2 separate regions of the Mus musculus genome follow, and region 1 is linked to region 2. A link is a contact called in public promoter capture Hi-C data. All regions are on one chromosome and are shown on one strand. Each heading gives the region's core, a stretch centred on a gene start, on an enhancer-like site or on the middle of the called end of the contact. The rest is flanking DNA. Distances are from core to core; before and after follow the strand shown.

The links. Promoter capture Hi-C pulls out the DNA fragments that hold promoters and counts their contacts.
Region 1: a promoter capture Hi-C map of embryonic stem cells shows a contact between it and region 2, with 2.5 times the contacts expected there. The contact joins the promoter of Cnn1 here to the promoter of Rgl3 in region 2. A contact is called at or near these places in 7 of 39 promoter capture datasets (the HPC-7 cell line, HPC-7-derived erythroid cells, cranial neural crest and 3 more), 1 of 484 Hi-C or Micro-C datasets (natural killer cells), 17 of 115 datasets of contacts at active chromatin or transcription factors (the NIH/3T3 cell line, the SCID.adh cell line, bone marrow-derived macrophages and 8 more) and 3 of 9 other capture datasets (adipose tissue, liver and pancreatic islet).

Annotation. Positions count from the first base shown.
Region 1 is chr9:22,097,356-22,104,993 of GRCm38.p6, forward strand. It overlaps Cnn1 (calponin 1), which reads left to right and starts at 1,898. Exons shown (of 7, transcript NM_009922.4): 1 at 1,898-2,063; 2 at 3,786-3,907; 3 at 6,951-7,017. The coding sequence starts at 2,001.
Region 2 is chr9:21,983,723-21,990,891 of GRCm38.p6, forward strand. Rgl3 (ral guanine nucleotide dissociation stimulator-like 3) reads right to left here and starts at 5,731. Exons shown (of 19, transcript NM_023622.4): 1 at 5,643-5,731; 2 at 5,127-5,237; 3 at 4,324-4,553; 4 at 4,129-4,182; 5 at 3,777-3,991. The coding sequence starts at 5,675. It overlaps Ccdc151 (coiled-coil domain containing 151), which reads right to left. Exons shown (of 13, transcript NM_029939.3): 11 at 7,080-7,169; 12 at 6,675-6,759; 13 at 6,149-6,522. The coding sequence ends at 6,404. It overlaps Gm36414 (a long non-coding RNA gene), which reads left to right and starts at 5,774. Exons shown (of 2, transcript XR_379185.4): 1 at 5,774-5,917; 2 at 6,864-6,986.

The sequences.
Region 1 (7,638 bases), core at 648-3,147, 110 kb after region 2:
TGTGTGTGTGTGTGTGTGTGTGTATGTGTGTGTGTGTGTATGTGTGTTCATACATATGTGGAGGTCAGGGAACAACTTTCAGATTTCTCCTTCCATCATGGAGGTCCCAGAAATCAAACTCAGGTAGTCAGGCTTGGTGGCAAGTTCCTTCACCTGCCAGGCCACCTCATCAGCCCTTCTGTTCACTGATCTGTTCAGCATCTGGAAGCATCTTCAGTCTACACTGTTTGCTTGCAGTGGACAGTGAGTTATACTTGAAGATTGTCACATGCTGGGTAAGGGCTTGTCACTGAGGCTTGTCCACTGACATGTGTCCCCAACCCATACCAAAAACCAAACTTATTATTATTTATTATTGTTGAGACAGGGTCTTGCCATGCAACTTTGGCTTGTCTGGAACTCCCTGTGATCTGCCTGCCTCTGCCTCCTGAGTGCTGGGATTAATGGTGTGGCCCTCCATGCCTTGCCAGATGTGCCCTTTATATATGGCCAACAAATTGCAGGTTCTAAAGTGCCATTAATGCATAGAAGACTGATGTCATGTCCTTGACATGATGTGGGTGGAGCATCCAACTCCATGGTCCAGATGAGAGCTGTCTAGATCTGTACTTACAGACCAGCCTGATTTGGATAGAGATAGGGGCGTGTTCGTGGCCCAAGACCTGTTAACCTGGCCCCAGGGGCTCAGGTGGCCAGTGAATGGATATTGGAACCAGATCCAGGATATTTCCTTGTTTGTTTTTTCATTTCAAATAGCCCAGACTGGTCTTGAACTCATGTAGCTAAGGATGACCTTGTACTTCTGAGCATCCTGCCTATTCCTCCTGGGTGCTGGGATTACACACACAAATTACCAGGCTTGGTTTATGTGGTCCTGGGGATTGAGCCTAGGGTTTGTGGATGGAAATGCTCTACTAACAAATCTATGTCCTAGCCTCACCCTTTAAAAATGTCTCATTACATGTGTGTGTGTGTGTGTGTGTGTGTGTGTGCGTGCATGTGTGGCTTGTTCTCTCATTCTATTGAGTCCCGGAGTTCAAACTCTAGACATCAAACTTGTTGGTAAACACCTTACCATTTTAAACTAATGTGTGTGTGTGTGTGTGTGTGTGTGTGTGTGTGTGTGTGTGTGTGAGAGAGAGAGAGAGAGAGAGAGAGAGAGAGAGAGTCAGTCTCAAGGCCAGGCTGTGCTGGAATTCTGTGTAGCCCAGGCTGGCCCCAAACTCTCAGGCATCCTTTTGCTTCAGGTTCTCAAGTGCTAGGATTGCAGGCACGGGTCATCTACGAGCTTAGATCTAGGTTCTTTGCTGTTCCAATTCCTTATGAGTGACTGGAGAGGACAGAACTGGGTACTAGATTCTTCAAAGAAATAAAGCTTTGCTGAAGTTCTCCTTTGTGCCAGCTTTCATACTGGGCACCCTGGAGGTGACATTTCCTCCCTGCCCTTTACTGCACCCTTGTGAGGCAAGCACAGTTGTTAGCCCCTCTAGAGATTTGGCAATAGGGTCCCATAGAGGGGAAGGCTCTGTGTAGAGGGTTGGTGAATGGAGGTCTGTCAGATCATCTTGCTATGCTAGGGGCTTGGGTGGGGGTGCAGCGGTTCTGTCTTGGGACTGAAGAAGGAGATCAATGACCTCTGAGATAAGGAGTCTCAGAGACGGGACAGTTGGCATGGGGAGAAGGGTGGAAAAGGGGTGGGCTGTATGAGAACCCCTCTCCCAGAATAAGGCATTCAGCCCCCTAGGTGGAAACAATGACACAGTCAGCTCCCAATACCAAGGCTCTGACATCAGGAGGTGGGGGTGGCCAGAGTATGTGTGGGGTGCCACGCCTCTTGGCAGCCCCCGTGGCCAATGGGACAGGCTTGGAAGAGCCCAGGGCTGGCTTCTGGAGCTTCAAAAACGTGTGAGGAGGGAAGAGGGTGCAGACGGAGGCTCGGCTGCCTGTTGCGCTTGTCTGTGTCATCTGCACCTCTGCTTTGCCAGAGCCCCCTGGCCAGCATGTCTTCTGCACATTTTAACCGAGGTCCTGCCTACGGCTTGTCTGCTGAAGTAAAGAACAAGGTAAGGCTGGAAGGACTGACAAACACCCCGCCGGGACAGAGCCCTGTTCCCCAAAATCCCTCCTACCTGTGTCACGTGTCCTAAGACCTGAGAAGTTAACGGTAGGGGCTGTTTTTCTGTCCTTTCAACACCCCAGAGCCCTCAGTTGCTTCAGGGGTGAAGTGAGGGGACCCCATGATCTATACATAGAAATAATCAGAGTGCTGCAAAGCTTCCGCACCTGCTCAGACTCCTTGGTCAATCTTCTTGTTCCTGGGAGGGATGTAAGGAGAAGGGACAGATCCCTAGCTTTAAAAAAAAAAACCAAAAAACAAAACAAAACTCTGCCGGTCTGCAGAGCTAAAAGATATTGAGAGATAGCATCTTCCTGTCATGGATGGGTAAACTGAGGCTTAGAAAGGAGAAACAAGGATCTAGGGCGCCAGGTAAGGCAAGTGCAAAGCTTTAAACCGTCTCCACAACTAGGTGGGCAAGCCTCTCAGGACAGGGGACTGCACGGAGGGAGAGAGACAGTCCCATTTGACAGAAGGGAACACTGAGGCACTTTCTTTCCAGGGCGAGGAGCAGGGATTGGGACCTGGATCCGGTTAGGGTATCCTAGGGGCTGGAGTTCAGGGAGTGTGGGGGCGGGTGCTCTGCCAGAGACTGATGGCAGCGCCGCCCCCTCCCCCCAGCGCCGGCCCCAGAGTCGCAGAGGAGCCGCCGCGCCTTATAAGGCGGCCTTGGGCAGCCCGGGCCCGCGCTATATAAGGGCCGGTTTGCTTTATAAAGCCGGGCTGGTGAGGAGGGGGGCAGCAGGGCTGGGGCCAGGTAAGGGGCTGCATCCCTCCTCTCCCCATGCAGAAGTGAAGCATCCCTCTATCTCACCGCCACCAGGGTCTGGGAGGCTAGCATGCAGAAGGATTGCAGAAAGGACTTGAAGCAGTCTTGGAGACTGGAGACAGGAGACAGGAGAGCAAGCCAGGAGGGAGATAAGAGCTAAGAGGTTGAGAAAGAGTGTGCAGAATCCCACCCCTACCCGGGAAGATGGGATAAGAGCTGAAGCTAAAAAAAAAAAAAAGCCATGGGTCCCACAGTTCTTCAGACATGGGACCCTCAAGACTGAGTGAAAGATAATATAGAGAGTTGGAAAACAACGAGAGACCAAGTGGGACTGAGGACAGACCTAAAGAAACATAGACAGTCAAGGGTTTGGAGGGTGACAAGATGCTCTCATTTCTAACTAGAGATTGTATGCACAATGACCTGGGAGAACATGGAGGGATTGAGCAACGCGGTGGGGAGGGGGGGGCTTCTTCTTAGGGTTCCTCCCCACCCCCAGTGTAAGGCATTTCCCCTTCCAACAGGAGAGTGGGGAGGGCTGGGTCAGGGGAAGCTAAGACCCAAGTTTGGCTTGGAGGGGAAACCAAGGAGCCAAGCGCCGCCTCACCCCCACCCCCCAGCTTCAAGGATCTGGCTTTCCAGCCCCCTCTTGTCTATTCATTGGTGCCAAACCTCAGAATGCCCGGAATGGCCCCCTGGGCAGGTGCCACCTCAACCCTGGCCCTCAGCCTCCCCCCAACACCCCTCCCCTACTGTGGACACTAAGACAGGATTGCCTTAGTTGGGATGAGGTAGGAGATCCGACCTATCCGGGCAGGGCTGGCCAGGCTCGGGGAAAGCCAGAGCCACTCTATTGCCTGGGTCCTCATCACCTGCTCTGTGTGCCTGTCTCCTCCTCAGCTGGCCCAGAAATACGACCATCAGCGGGAGCAGGAGCTGAGAGAGTGGATTGAGGGGGTGACAGGCCGGCGCATCGGGAACAACTTCATGGATGGCCTCAAAGACGGGATCATTCTTTGCGAGTGAGTGATGTTCTTAGGGTGCAGGACCTGCCCCCTAGCCCAGCAGCCCCTCTCCAGAAAACCCCTCAGCATCCCCTGGTGACCCCCAGCCTGGAGCTGGAGTTACACACTGATATTTGATGCCACCCCCATTCCTTGAAAGGCCAAAGAGACTCTTCCCGTGCCTGCATCACAGGCAGAGATGACAAGAGTCAGTCAGGTAACCCCAGAGCCCTCAGGTGTTGCAAGGGCATTATTCAGCGAGCACACTCTACAGAGCAGGCCTGCCTGTGGATTCCAGCATCATAGCTAAATGGCAGTGGGCAACAGTGGCTGTTTATCACCAGCTTAAATGACATGAGGGTGGAGTCATAGGAATTTATGTAGACCATGGCTTCCCACTCTCCTCATCGCTGGGGAAGATGGAAATCCTTACTGTGGCCTGGCATACGCCTGTGCCCCCATTGCTGGCAAAGCTGAGGTAGGGTTCAGAATTCTATGTCAGCCTAGGCTGCATAATAAGAACATGTCTTCTAAAACGAGGAAGGCTGGGGTGGGGAGGGTGGAGCGCTCCCCCAGCATGCAGGAGGCACTGCGTTCATCTGGCACAGTATAAAGCCAGGTATGGTGGTGTAGGCCTGTAACCCCAGACACATTAGAGGTGGAGGTATCAGAAAGTCGATGTCACCGGTGTCTCCACACTGAGTTTGGGACCATAGGCTACAGGAAAGCCTGCTTTGCAAAACAAAACAAAACAAAACAAAACAAAACAAAACAAAACAACATAACACCAACACTAGGCCCAGGGAGATGGCTCAGTCAGGAAGGCCTCGCTGTGTAGGTCTGAGGACTTGGTTGCTAAAACAGAAGGCAGGCTGGAGAGATGGCTTAGCGATGGATAGCACTTGTTCTATGATCAGAAGAACAGAGTTGGGGCCCGAACATCCATATAGCGAGTGAAACATCCCTGCAAATGCTGGCAACCCTGGCTCGGAGGGTTAGGAAGACACGAAGAACATTGAGGCTTGATGGCTTCCAACCCAGTTGAGGAAAAGTGAGCCCCAGGTTCAGAGAGAGACCCTGCCTCAAAAGCATGAGCAGAGAGCAATAGAGGAGGACACCCAGTGTCATTCTGTGGCCTCTACACACGTGAGCAGAGGTACACACAATGTACACGCACACACGCATACACATTTTTATCATATGTGTTTACTTGTTTGCTAGGGCTCACACATATATGTGTTGTAGCATGAGTGTGGAGGCTGGAGAATAGCTCCCAGATTCAGATCTCCCCTTGTGCTATGTGGGTCCTGGGGGTCAGACACAGGTGTTCAGGCTTGGCGGCAAGCAAGCAGAGCCCAGGGGTTCATTGTCTGTCCAGTCTAGCCTATTTGGTAAGCTCCAGGCCTTGTCTCAAAAAAACAAGGTAGAGGCTAGAGAGACCTCTCACTGGGTACAGGCGCTGCTGTGCAGGCCTGGCAGTCTGAGCTCCATTGCTGACCCATGGAAAGATGGAGGAGAGGGAGGGCAGAATCCACACAGCTGTCCTCTGACTTCTACTTAGGCACTCCATCTCATACGCCTCCCCCCAACACCAAGGTGAATGGTACCTGAGGGGTCACAGGGGAGACTGGCCTCTGACCTCTACACACATATGCTGCACACATGCAAACATGCACACATAAGCACATAGCAATAGTAAAAGAGACTCTTGCCAGTCCTAGCACCTGGTACAAGTTCTTCTTTGTTCATGTATTTGTGAGTGTGAAATGGGGTGCACATATTGTGTATGTGCATATAGAGGTCAGAGGGCAAACTGTGGGAGTTGGTTCTCTCCTCTTACCCAGGATTTGAGCTCAAGTCATCAGGCTGGGTAGCAAATGGACTGACCCGCTGAGCCACCTTGCTTGCCCTCTTCTATGTAAAACAAAACAACCAAAGCCACTTTTGCTTATACATGTGGGTGTTTGGCAGCATGTACGTCTTCCCCCGGACGATCAGCCAGTGCTCTTTACCACTGAGCCATCCTTCTAGCTCCCTCTTTCATTTTGTGGTAGACAGGGTTTCTTGTAGCAGAGGCTGGTCTTAAAATCCTCATCCTGCTGCCTCCACCTTCTGGATGCTGAGGTTTCAGGCTAGCATGACCACACCTAGACATCCCACTTCCCCCTAACACTGGGCAAGGTCCTGAGCCCAGCGGGCCTGTCTGCTTCTGAGTCTGACACCATGAGTTACAGCTCACCCTGGGAAAACTCCTCAAAGGTGTAGCACATACAGCTCAGCTTCCCCAAGGCCCAGATGCTCAGAGGTGGGGCTGTCTACCTTGTTCCACTCCTATCTACCAGAAACAAGGATCCCGGACATGCTGGAGTCCTGACTTACAGAGAGCTGGCTCAGGCTTGAGCAGAGAGCCAGGATTGAGGTCCTACAGTGTAGGACATAGGCCTAAGCAAGGCTGCCTGAATCCCATCCCCCACACTTATACAGCTAGTGGGACAACCAGTCATTTCCTTAGTCAGTCATGTACTAAGCACGTATAGAGCTTCTGGTATATGCAGGCCTTTGCTCTAGGCATGTGCACAGTGAACCAGACTCCGTGTGGACCCTACAGAGGGAGCTTTGGTACTGTAAGTGGGCAAAATCTTGGTGACTCCATACCCAGCAATAGTGTCACAAGGGTAAGAAAAGATTATCAACCAACCAACCACATAATCACACTCATGCCCATAGCAAGAGAGCACAACGAAGACCACTCAACGGACTGACGATTGGCTCAGTGGGTCCAGGCACTTGCCACCAACACTGCTGGCCTGAGTTCAATTCCCAGGACCCACATGTTGGAAGGAAAGGACAGACTCCTAAAAGTGGCCCATCGATTTTCACACACGTGTGGCTGACATGAGGATTTCCTGACTGGCAACTGGGTCTAGCTACCCATAGTTGCGTCCACCATAAGCACGTGCTAGGTACAAAAGTATCCCCTTCCAGCTGTGGACTCTTCCACCCAGCCTGGATCCTGAAGCAACTGGGACTCAGCCGCTCCATCTCTGCTTCTCTTTGTTAGATTTATCAACAAGCTGCAGCCGGGTTCTGTGAAGAAGGTCAATGAGTCAACTCAGAACTGGCACCAGGTGAGTCCAGACACAATGTACTAGCTTGTTTCCTATTTTAGTAATGAAGCTTGAACCCAAAGCCGCCAGCGTGTGCTAGGCTGGAGCTCCACTGCCTAGCCATGCCTCAGCCTCTCTCTGGGAGACTCCAGGCAGGGTCTTAGAACCACACTAAAGCCCAGATCTCCATGGTTGGTACCGTCAAAGCCCCCCCTCACGGTCAGATGACTACTCTGGTCTTGGTCCTCTCCTACTTGTTTGAGACAAGGTCTTCAACTCTTCATTGTTTTCCTCTGGGACCAGGCTGGCAGTCTCCTGAACTAAGGATTCTTTCTGTCCCTGCTTCTGGTCTCACCTATAGGAGTCCTAGGATTTCAGACATTCATGCCATGTATCGGGCTTTTACTTGGTTTCTGGAGATTCGAACTCTGATCCTGACACTTGTACAGAAAGTGTTTGCTTGTTTGGAACTCACTCTGTAGACCAGGCTGGCCTCGAACTCAGAAATCCACCTGCCTCTGCCTCCCGAGTGCTAGGATTAAAGGCGTGCGCCACCATGCCCGGCTTTGTTTGTATTTCTTACCAGAATCACCTTCATGGCTCCTACTTTTTATTCTGAGACAACGTCTCATTAAGTTACCC
Region 2 (7,169 bases), core at 4,481-6,980:
TCAACGGCAGAACACAGGTGTGAGGCCCGAGGTTCAAGCCCTAGCTTCACAGAGAAAAGTTTTTTCTTAAGGGCTGGAGACATAGCTCACCTGGTAAAGACGCCTGACAAGGGGAGTTTAGGCCCCATGACCCACACGATAAAGGGAGAGACCTGACTTCCATTCCCACAGCCACTCCACCACCACACAACAAATAAAATAAATGAAATAAAAGATTCTTAAACAATGACAGGAGAAGGAAACTTCTTGGTAATCAATTAAGGAGAGAAAAGACTTGTCGGTAGGTGTAGCTAAGTGGCTGGACTGCAGGGCAGAGCTCCAGCCACTTGGGCCACTTGGGCTCAGGGATTAAAGGATTAAACAGTGAGGATTTAGGGATGCAGATCAGATCAGGATGAGATCAACATGGGGGGCGGGTGACTGTAAAAGCAGAGTTGTAACCAACCATTCAGTTAGCTAAGCTGGATTGTCCCTACTTCTGGTGACAAAGCCAATCAGAGCCTTTGCTCCAGAGCTCACAGGATGCACAGAAGCCAGGAATCAACCATGAATGATGTGCAGAAAACTAAAGCAGCCTCAGAGAAGCGGGGTCTTGCTCTCTCTTCCTTTTCCTTTCTTTTTTCCTTCCTTCCTTTCTTCCTTCCTTCCTTCCTTCCTTCCTTCCTCTCTCTCTCTCTTTCCTCCCTCCCTTCCTTCCTCTCCTCCCTCCCTCCCTCTTTCTCTCTCTCTCTCTCTCTCTCTCTCTCTCTCTCTCTCTCTCTTTCTTTCTTTCTTTCTTTCCCAGCACTCAGGAGGAAGCAGAGGTAGGCAGCTCTCTACGAGTTCAACTCCAGCTTGCTCTACATATCAAGTTCCAGGCCAGCCAGAGTTTCACAGAGAGACGCTGTCACTGTCTCAAAACCAAACAAAACCAAACAAACCCCTCCCCCCCCCAAAAAAATACCCTAAAACTTTAGTTAGGTTTATTGAGATGGCTTATTAGCATACTCGGGCAATCGAGTGCTCCCCTCCCCACACCTGTAAATAAAATGTAAATAAACAAATACCTGAATGAATAAAATTACACTCAGTTATTGTGTGTATGCAAATTTCAGGGGTCTGCTCTCTCCTTTCATTATGTGTACCAGTGATCAAACCCAGACTGTCAGGATTGTCAGCACACCCCTTTGTCTGTCGCACTCTCTCTCCAGGCCCAGAAGTGACATTTCAATAATACCTGAGTGGGGTTTGTAAATAGTTTTCTCTATCCTCAACTTTGTTTATTTTCAGACAGGGTCTCATTATGTAGCCCAGGGTGGGGGCAGGGTCTGGAACTCACTGTGTAGAACAGACTAGCCTCTAGCTTACAATCAAATTCTTCTGTTTTAGTGTTTGTGGATACCTTAGTACCTGTAGTATGGTGTTAATATGACATTTTGGCAATACACTCCACTACTCCAATACACTACACTACATCTAAAAAGTTAGATTCAGGGGAAATTTGCCTGGGCTAGGTTCCATCCCCAGCATCATAAATGAATAAATAAATAAACATTAAAAAAAAAACAGTGAACAGCTGGGTGGGTGGTGGCACATGCCTTTAATCCCAGCACTCAGGAGGCAGAAGCAGGCCATCTGTGAATCTGAGGCTAGCCTGGTCTACAGGGCAAGTTCCAGGACAGCCAGAGCTACACAGGGAAACCCTCTCTTGAAAAACAAAAACAAGAAACCTGGAAACAAACAAAATACTAGGTTCCTGGCATGAATTCCAACACTGTGAGGGGATACACTGTGAGGGGATACACTGCGAGCTGGGGATACAGCCCAGTGGGTAGAGTATATGCCTAGCAGGGTGGAGGCCCTGAGTTCCCTTGCACTGCATAAACCATGAATCGGTTCAAGGTCATCCTCTACTACTTAGTGATATGGTCAGCATGAGGGCCGTAGCAAGACATGGCAAAAAATAAAACAAGCTGGACCCAGGCTCCTACACAGTTGTAGCTTGGTCTTCATTCGATCCCCTAACAATTGGAGCAGGGGCTGTCTCTGACTCTGTTGCCAGCCATTGGATACCCTTCCCCTGCCTGGACTTTTTTGCTTAGTCCTGCTGGGACTAGATGTCCTGGGGTAGGGTGGTACCCAAGGGGGGCTTCTCCTCTAAGGAGAAGGGGAGGTGGTAGGGGGGGAATTTTTAAGGGCGGGACTAGGAGAAGAGGAGGGAGGGGGCTGTAATCAGGATGTAAAATGAATAAAAAATATATTATTGAGAAAAAATAAGTAAATAAATAGAACAAAATAATGGCTACAACTGTGTGTGACTCTAGTTCCAGGGGATTGGATGTCTTTTTCTGCCCTCCACTGGCTGGCACTGCAAGCACAGGGTGCACTTAAAGCAGGAAAGCCCCTCTAACACATGAAGTATAAACAAATCTTTTAAAAAACAAAGGAACAACAAAAGCTACAATAGTAGCAAAAGTTAATACCAGGTACTGTGGTGCTTGTAATCCCAGCACTGGGGATATGAAGGCAGGAAGGTCAGAAGTTCAAGGTTATCTTTGCTACATATTGAGGCCAGCCTGGGCTACATGAGGGCCTGTCTTGGAAAAGAAAACCACTTACTAATAATATGATTGGTCAGATGGGCCAGTCATTAAACCACAGAACCCATAGAAAGGTAGGAGAGAACAGATTCCAAGGGATTATACCTTCTGTGGCTTGCAAGAATCCATATGCCTGGGTCACACACACAATGACAATAAATACAAATTCAACAAAACACCAAGACATTTGGCCAGCCCTTACTGCTTACTGATTTTGTTAGATGTCCTTCCCAGGAGGGTGGGAACCCAAGTCCACTGTTTCGAGGCCAGAGCTAGTGGTTCAACATTTGTTAAGTGGAGACTCCACGAGGCAGGTACATGATCACTCCCACTTAAGGGAGCTGGTCTCAGAGAGGGGAAGAGACCTAACAGAGGCCACATAACGGTAGGCCTGGGATTTGAACCCAGGTTACTGTTCTAGGCTGGGTAAGCACTCAGCCACTAAGTGACATCCCAAATCAGAGGACAGAGGATCTCTGCATGCAGGAGGACACTAGGCAACTGCTAAATGTGTGATCAGGTGGAGAAAACAAGGTTATTTAGTTTAAAATTAAAGGCCTTGCCCACGCGGCTAGAGAAATAGCTCAGTGGTTACATGTTTGCCCATGAAAGTGTGAGGACCTGAGTTCAGATCCTCAGCACCCAGGAACAGTTGACTGCAAGCCAAACCCTGGGCAAGAGGCCCTTGGGGCTCAATAGCCAGGCAGTCTAGCCAAATGGGTGAGTTCCGGGTTCAAGAAGAAACCTTGTCTCCAATCCTAAGAGACAGCAATAGAGGAAGACACCTAGTATTGTCTCTGCCTTCCACATTCATGTGCACACATGTGCATGTACACCCACACACATGAACACATGCATAGACCACAGGAAGGAAGGAAGGAAGGAAGGAAGGAAGGAAGGAAGGAAGGAAGGAAGGAAGGAAGGAAGGAGAAGGAAGGAGGGAGGGAGGGAGGAAGGGAGGAAGGGAGGGAGAGAGGGAGGGAGGGAGGGAGGGAGGGAGGGAGGGAGGGAGGGAGGGAGGGAAGAGAGTTTTGTCCAAGAGCTGGGGGGTGTGGCTCAGGGGTATAACGTTTGCACAAAAGTCTGAGTTTATTCCCAAGCACCAAAATAAATAAATAAAATGTATTCGGGGTCTGTCATTTGGAGCTGGGCAGGTGGTATTCTCTCAGAATGTCACCTGAATTGACTGTCCCTTACCTGACCAAGCCAGTCGCTTTTCCTCCTCTGTCTGCTCTCCCTTAGCCTCCTTCAAGAAATCTTCTAGAAGTTTCTCTGCTTCCCTGGCTTCTGCCCCTCCTGGGGCTGCCCAGCCCAAAAAGATTCGGACATTGCCTAGGTTCTGATGATCAGGGGGATCCCGGAAGTCCTGAGGATGATTTCGCAGCCAAGAACCCAGCACCGAAACTACAGCCCTGAACAGAGGGGTGTGTGGCTCAAAATTGAGTCCAAGGATCTAAACGTTCCCAACCTTGCAGTCGTCAGACCCGACCTTGAGATCCCTCCCCCACGCTCCCTTGGGTCGAGGGTGTGGACGGGAATGGAAACCGACCTCAGGTTCTTGCTGAAGTTCAGATCTTGTCCCTCTGTCCTCTTGCTGTCTACCCTGGGAAGAAAGCCTCTATCAGATGGGAACAGAGCTATAGGGCGTTAGGACCTCGGTTCTAAATTTGAGGTGTATGTGTGTGTGCGCAGGTAGATGGGGTTCTGGGGATGGGGACATGCGGGTCTCCTGAAAATGACTGACCCAGCAGGAGGTGGTGGCGGCGGCGGTGGCGGGGGTAGCAGAAAACCCAAAACGCGGGCTGTGGGTACAAAGGCCCGGTGGGTGGCCAGGAAGGCAGGCACGAAGCCAGGATCCTGCTCGCGGTCTCCGGACACCAACTCATGCACCAGCCGCTCCAGTCGGGCGGCCCTCAGCGCCCGCACCTTGCTGGTTCGGTAATGAAGGAAGGTGTCGGTAGCCGGGATGGGGGTCTGCGGGGGAGTGGGGCAGTGAATGAAATAAGGTGAGGAGCGTTCCAAGCACCTTGTTTCCAATTATACCCATCTCTGGCACTTTTTTTGGGGGGGTGTGACTGTGTCCTTTTCTGAAACTCCGAGACTCCCTAAATATACACCAATCATGCAATGCTCACATCAACCCCGCAGGACACCCCACTACTCTAGCACTTCCCTCTGTGCCCTCCTCACCCCGCCACCCCAGGCTTCAGGCAGTTTTGCAGCCAAGCTTCACTGGCCAAGCCTGAGTCCCACCCATCACCACCTGGCCGCTCCTCCGTTCTGCTTTCCTGCACCCTGCCGGTCAGTTTCGCCTTTGGGGGGAGCGCTATCACCTGGCCCCACCCCGTTTCCTGGATTCAAACCAAGTCACCTGGCCGCCCCCAGGCCCTTTCCACACACCTGGTCGCCTCTTAGCTCCGCCCTTCCTCCTGGCCCCGTAGTTCTAGGGAGGCTCACCCTCAGCTCTCCAGCTTCCCCCTCTCCTCCCAACTCCCAGGCCCCTGAGCTGAGTCCGCCCTCACTTGCTCGCCTCAGTCCCTTCCTCACCTGGCCTTCTCCAGACCTCTCTGGGGTCGAGCGCTGGCTGCGCTGCCGCCGCAGGGAGACGCTGTACACGGCGCCATCCTCGGTCTCCTCGCCCCAGTCCTGCAGCGGCGCCTGGATGTGGAGGCGGGCTCAGGGAAGTCCCTCCGGCTTCAGCCCCCTGCCTTTATGTTTGGCCCACTTTCCCGAACAGAGTATTCAAGACTCGGGGTGGGATCCCAGGTCTTCGCCACGGATACCCTTCTCCCAGGTCTTGAGTGGATGGAGTATCATTTGGGGATATCCCAGAGTCCAATGTCACAAAGAATCTGTCACCTCCTCCTGAGATTCCTCAGACCCCCGTCCCCATCCCCCAAACTAGCCGCTTCACGGGGTCAGGAACTCTGAATCCCCAAATGGGGACTCCAAGGCACATCCATTTTGCAGAAAGATTAGAAAACGAGGGGCGGTCGCCTGGAGTTTCTGAATCTGGGGGTACACTAGGGACGTGGGGTCCGAGGATCCCCAGCTTCCTCTTACCAGGGCCAGCTCTTTGCCCGCTGTCCTCTCCATGGCCCCGGTGCCCGTCCTGCTCCCTGGCGCCGCTGAGTGAAGCGGAAGGGCCAGCGGGCAGTGGGGCGGGGCAGCCGAGCGTCCAGTCGTGGGGCGGGGCTGGGCAAGGCGGTCCCACAATTCCAGAGGTCCCCAGCCGGACCCCATCCCCGCACCCAGGCTAGCCTAGAAGTCCCGTTCCTTCCCAGAAGTGCGGGTCAATCTGTCACTCAGACATATGGGTGCAGGGGACACGACAACAGGTCTGTGTCCCTGGGAGGGAAGTGCTTTATACTAGGTTGGGGTTGATCAATCCCAGGTGTCGAGGGTGTCTCCTATGTCTGGAGGAGAAGGAGGGCACACTGAATCTGTACCATAGGTGATGGAAGCCATGCCATCTCAGGCTAGAAGCCGCGAAGTGTCTGTGGCCCTGCATTTTGTGGGGGCAGCCTTTTGGGGGCGGTGCAGGGTCAAAAAGAGGTGAATACCCAGGGGGTTGTTCAGTGACCTTTATTGCGCGATTCCGAGGCGGGCACCAACCCGCCTCGAGAGATTTACTGTGGGAACTTCTGGCTCGGCCTTTTCTCTCCTCCGGGCGCTGCTGGCCTGCGGTGCTCCCTGCTTGAGCTTCCTCCAAGCCCTTGAAGGAGCCTCCGGGGCTCCCAGACACACACCACCCGTAGGTGGACCCAGAGGGTCGGAGGGCTCCCTAGAGTCCCGGAGGCATCCGATAGGACTTGACTGCGAGTCTAAGATCTGCGCAACCTATTGCGCTTCTTGCTGCGGGCTTCGATTAACTTCTGGGAACGGAGCTTGAAGGCAGCGCGGGTCACCACATCACGGTCATCATCCTCACTCTCCTCTTCATCTACAGAGAGAGGCAGGGGTGGGTGATGGGGAGGGTGAGGGACCGTTTCTTTTTCCCTTCCCAGCCTTCGCCACACCATGCACCTCCTCCTTGGCCTTGACTTAAGGCCACCTCGCGCCCCTCCCATTCATCCCCCTTTGGCCCACACTGACCAAAGAACTTGTCCTTGACACTGGCGACGGGCAGAAGGATGCGGGTGTTGTATAGGGGCAGCTTTCCTTCTAGCGTGGCCAGGAACTGCGGGGGGGGGGGGTAGGGGGAGGCCGGAGAGAGATGTGGGATGGCAGTGAGGCTCTGTTCCACCTCCGTGCACCTTACATTGAGTTTCTACCGGATTCTAGGTGGAGATCACTGCCCACCCTTCGCTGCCTGGTTTCGGAGGCCCTGCCACCTGAGATCCACCCAGTCCAGGCTTCGCTACTCTGGTTATGAAGCTCACGCCCATTCAGCACCTGTTTCCTATGTCAGTCTGCTCTCTGATTTTCGACCCTCCCTCCCCCACCCCCACCCCCACCCCCTGCCTTGGTCCCCACTGGCCGCGGAGGATGTGTGTGAACCTCTCGGTCTGCTATGTGTCGCAGCAACTCAGGCACGTCCTGGCTCTCCAGTTGGTCCTGCAGTTTCAGCAGCTTTTCCTGGACAACTAC